Linked DNA regions of Capsicum annuum: region 1 is linked to region 2. The links are chromatin contacts, called in public Hi-C maps. All regions are on one chromosome and are shown on one strand. Each heading gives the region's core, a stretch centred on a gene start, on an enhancer-like site or on the middle of the called end of the contact. The rest is flanking DNA. Distances are from core to core; before and after follow the strand shown.

Region 1 (2,700 bases), core at 102-2,601, 75 kb before region 2:
GCAAAAGATTAAAACTTTTGCAGATTTAAATGAATCCTTACTGCAACTGCCCATTGCTATCCCTACATGTTCAACAGCAAAATTTCCTGCTGCTCATCTATACTCACCTATACTGAAGATTAACCAATACATGACCGTAAACTGCATTATTACATTTCATGATACACAAGCAGAGCGCGCAAATTCAATTGAACCCTGCTTTTAGCTAGACTTATGCATACGCAATTAGAAAAGCTAAAACATTTATAAATATAATCACCGTTATTCTGAATTCGCTAACTCTAGATTCTGAATTGACATAATTACCATGTCTTATCATAGAACAACCCAAGAAGTGGACCAGAGTATTCATCAAGTCCTTGGCTTTCTCAGAAGTTGGATTAAATAAATGGAAGACATGTCCCTCCCCTTCTGTTTCTTTTATCCTCAATTCACCTTTCCACCCAATTTTCTTCATTGTTTCGTAATAAGTCCAAGCTCTGTCCCTCAAATAATCTTTACCAGCAGTAAAAACATAAATCTTGGAGCATTTCAATTTCGACAGAATCTTCGGATGAGCTGCTGGATTGAATCTTGGATCATCAATCCCGTTAGTTTTCGGGCATAAATACGTCCATAAGGCATCAGGCTTACCATTACCGAAATATGGATCCACTAGTGCCATCCCCACTGGTGACAGGACAAAATGACTTTCCTTACTTGCACGAATCATGATGTTGTTAGCAATATTAGCTCCAGCGCTATCACCAGCTAAGAAAACACGAGAAAAATTGGCATGTTGTTTAAGCCAGGGCTCTTTCCCTCGTGCAGCCCAATTCATTACATCCCATGAATCATCATAACATGCTGGAATTGGATGCTCTGGAGCTAGTCTGTAATTAATTGATACGACCAATACATTTGCCTGAGCTGTTAGCTTGTGGAGGTAACTATCATACAGGGGAGAAAATGCTGACTGTATGCAAAAGCCTCCCCCATGGATGTAAAAAAGAAGAGGAAATTTCTGATTTTTTCTACTGATTTTGGGCAGGTAAAGTCGTGCTGATACGTCTTTTTGAGGCAAAATTGCAACGTCTTTGGATTGAACTCCTGTCTTGGGATTGTTTGATGGAGGGACAAACTTGATCTCTTCATACCTATGAACAGTTCCATTAGCATAAACTTGAAAAAATGGATACAAATTCAGAGCTTTTTCTGCAAAGGTGGAATTCATACATAGGCAGATAGTGATTAGAAATAATAAAGGAAAATGAAGATGAGGGGGAAAATGTAGTGCCATTATTGAGTTAAGGTAGGTAGTGAATAAATGAATGGAACGTAGATTTTATAGAAGTTTGTGACTCAAATGAGAGGAGCAACCGTAAAACATGTGTGTGGGGGACATTAAAGCGTGACAGATTGGGTGCCCACGTGTAGGGGTGGTAATGGTGCGGTGAGATTGTGGTGCGGGTTTTTTCCCGCAAATTTTGAAACTGCCCCGCATCATCTTTAAAATCCGCATAAATCCATCTCACACTCATATCCGTACATACCCGCACCGCACAACACCACATTTTTATTTTTTTCTTTTTTGAAAAATGTACAACTCCATTAAAAATCATAATATTTTCATTGCTAGGAAATAGTAACAACCAATTTCTATTATATAACTTTTCACTAAGAAATTGTTAGAAAAGAATCATGTCTACAAGTAATGATCAAATATCAAATTGCATTAAGATGAATAAAAAATTTTAAAAGTTATAAAATTATTTATTTGCAATGTTATATAAGTAGTTTTAAGCATGATAAAATTTATGTGAAGAATACATACTCCCTTCGTTTAAAAAAGAATGACCTAGTTTGACTTGACACGGAGTTTAAGAAAATAAAAAAGACTTTTGAATCTTGTGGTGTTAAATTAAAGATATGTCAAATGTACCAAAAAGCCCTTCAATCTTGTGGTCTTAAACATGTCATGTGGAAAGTTAAAATTAAAAAGTTGCTAAAAAGGGAAAGGGGTCATTCTTTTGGAAACAGACTAAAAAGGAAAGTAGGTAATTCTTTTTGAAACGGAGGGAGTATAATTTTAGGTAGATTCACGAGAATAATGCTAATTTTTAACTTTTTGTTTTTAGTTTAAACCGGATATACCAGCAACCCACCCCCACCCCATTTAAAAAAGAACTTACTCCAACCCGCCCCGCACCCACATAGCCTTAAACAACTATGATATCTAATACTGAATCTTAACCAATACATGACAGTAAACTGCATTATTATATTTCATGATACACAATGATACAAGTTCAAACTTACAACAAGGAATCAAGAGAACAACAAGAACAACATCACTAGAGAATCAAAGGCCTCACTCGGCTTCTCTAGGTTTTCAAGGCAACAACAACAATTTTCAACAAGATAGATAAATAACACAAGATTGCAATAACTATAGTGAATCGAAAGAGCCCCACACGGCTTCACTATATCAAGATACAAACAACAAGATTACAAAATGATGGATAGTAATTTGACACAAAATATTCTAAAATCTAAGAACCCTAACATGAAGATTAGGACCCTAAGACTAAAAGATATTTACACCAAATTCTTACTTGAGTCAAGAGGAGCTCATGACCCTCAAGACCCCAAGTTTCTAGCCAAAGAACAACAAAAGTGTTACTACACTTTGTTGTCTAGTTTTGGGTTCACTCTCAAGAA
Region 2 (2,700 bases), core at 101-2,600:
CTTTATTTGATTCCTTTTCATTAATTTGAACTTTCTTGTGCTGAGTCCCATAATAGAATTTAGTTACTATAATCTAATACATGCATTATATTCTTTCGATCTCAATTTAATTTTCATAATAGTGTTCGAATTTTAAGAATCAAATCAAATTATTTTTTTAATGCAACTTTTTAGAATAATAAAACCACACATAAATTATATATTTTTTATTAATTTCATACTTAAATTATTAAAAAATCACACTATTAATTTTCGTATTTAAAACTCATTATGAGATCCAAGTGGCCTAAAAAAGGGGCTACACTCCCTTTGTGTGTGGTATGTGAGGAAGAACCAAAAACAATAATGTTATGATATCATTAATTAATTAATAAATTATTTTTGTTTCTTTCTTCGTTCAATTTTCTTCTCTCTCCTAGTCCTATTCAATTTTCTTCGTTTCTTTCATTCTTCTTAAAAGATCACAATAAGTTTTATTTCATCTTTTATTACAGTAATAGTTAAAAAAAAATTATCTTTATTACACACCATAGTACATCTTAATGGAACAAATCGAGTATTTAGTTAAAAATATTATAGGCATTAATAATTTACTAATTATTATTTCCTTTATTATAGTAATTATATAACTTTTTAAGAATCTTTTTAACATTCAACGGTGGAATACCTTTTTTCCTTTTCATTCGATGTTCAATTAATTCGAATCGCACATTGCAAAATCTATTTTTAAGATAACGCTCTTAATAAAATTACATTTAATTATCCTATCACTACACCATAATCCATGTCCGTGAAATATAAAAAACATACGATAAAACTATTTGCTATTTTTTTATCTAATGTAAAAGGAAAACAGTTAGACGGTTCACCCACCATACCAGTTTTCCTTTTTCCCTGCCCCACACACAGCCGGTCCATTCAATTTATTTATATCTCCTTCCCACCATTAACAATTTTCCATCACTCTTAATATCCCTCACTTCACTATTTTCTCTCAATTCACAATTGCCATGGCTTCCAATACCGAAGAAGCAGCAGTTGATATGACCCCTTTTTTCATTCTCTACAAAGATGGGAGCATCAATAGATTACGTCCAGACGTTAATGCACCTCTCTGTGACGATCCACAAGCTCCTGTTAGATCAAAGGATGTTTTAATTCAACCTGAAACTGAGTTTCCGCACGTTTATTTCTCCCTAAAATAACTAACCCAAACCGAAAACTCCCCGTTGTGATTTACATTCATGGCGGGCCGGGGCTTTCTGTATTGGATCACCATGTTCCATTGTTTTTCATAATTTCATCAGCACTTTAGTCGAAAAAGGCTAATTTTATTGCTGTTTCAGTTGATTATAGACTTACCCCTGAACATCCATGTTCTGGTACGTATGAGGATTCGTGGGCAGCATTTCAATGGGTAATTTCACATGTTAATGGAAAAGGTTCAGATTCATGGCTAAATGATCATGCTGATTTTTCTAAGATTGTCGTTGGTGGAGAGTGTATTGTTGAGCTACATGACAAGACCATAGTTATTAGTGGAGTGGGCTAGTCCATAGTATTTGTGTATATATTTTGTATGATGGCCCATACAGTGTATATGGCCCAATGTCTTATTTATTAGGAAAAAATATCTAAAGTAGCATATTTAAGTATTAAATTACAAAAAATAACAATACTTTTATCAAATTACATTTTGTAGCATATGTATTCGTATGTATTTGTACTTTTATAGCAACAGTTTGCAAAAATATAAAATATATATCGATCATAAGGACAGTAAAAATCATATATATTTGTATTTTTGTAGCAATAGTTTGCAAAAATACAAAATACAACTTGTTATATTATATAATTATGAAACTGTTGCAATGAAACTCATAATTAAGGGAATAAGTATGTTATTTCTGAATTTTGCCCTATTTATTATCCAATTTTATTACTTCATTTCGGGTCATGTATATATATTGTTTGACCCACATTATGTGGAACACTGATTCATAATTGAAGAGATCAGTTACAAGTATTAGATATTTCCCTCTCTTTTCTCTCTTCCCGAAGCTTCGTTTCTCATCGAAGTTTTGCTCTGAATCTGGTATATTCTCGCTTCTAACATAGTATCAGAGCTTAGATCCTTATAGATATTCTCCATGGATTTCTTCCGATCCTACCCTTGTGGTTTATTGTTGGAATTTTCGTGAGTTTTTTTATCTGGCGAACTCCGGTAACCTTTGGTTTTACCTTGAAGGTTTTGATTTCATCCGATTTTTGGTGTTTTCTATGCGTTGCTATAATGGGCTGATCGGAATCTTCATGGATCTTCCACCACTGTCTTTCGGTGCTTCCATTAACATTTTTCTCGAATTTTGTGTTTTTTTGTCAGTTTTTTTGGCATTCAAGACCGTCTTCTTCCGGTTGCGAAGGTGTTGGAAACTTTCTCTCTTTTTTGTGACTGGATATTGTTGCTCATATAGTCAAATATGTCGTCAACTATGGACCCCTCTGCTTCCACGGCTACTAGCCGGACTGTCTTTCACAGTGAGGACTATACTCACTTTTATCATCCTTTATACGTTCACCCTTCCAATATGTTGGGTGCTTCTCTTGTGTCTTGTCACTTTGATAGAACATTAGATATTTTCCTCTCTCTTCTCGAAACTTCGTTTCTCATCGAAGTTTTGCTCTGAATCTGGTATATTC

Evidence for each region. Hi-C and Micro-C count contacts between places; a contact is called where the count stands out from the background.
Region 1: a contact with region 2 is called in a Hi-C map of leaf, with 1.8 times the contacts expected there. The contact joins the promoter of LOC107839997 here to the enhancer-like site in region 2. A contact is called at or near these places in 2 of 5 Hi-C or Micro-C datasets (both in leaf).

What each region holds. Positions count from the first base shown.
Region 1 is chr1:153,626,303-153,629,002 of UCD10Xv1.1, reverse strand. LOC107839997 (probable carboxylesterase 2) reads right to left here and starts at 1,351. Exons shown (of 1, transcript XM_016683682.2): 1 at 1-1,351. The coding sequence starts at 1,279. The coding sequence ends at 212.
Region 2 is chr1:153,551,036-153,553,735 of UCD10Xv1.1, reverse strand. It overlaps the pseudogene LOC124887995. Among protein-coding and RNA genes, the nearest start is that of LOC107853485, 31 kb to the right of the region's middle. Within about 2 kb of position 1,350, at least 5 of the 5 cell types and tissues checked have an H3K27ac peak or open chromatin away from gene starts, as enhancers often do. A contact at or near this core is called in leaf, where this site is marked.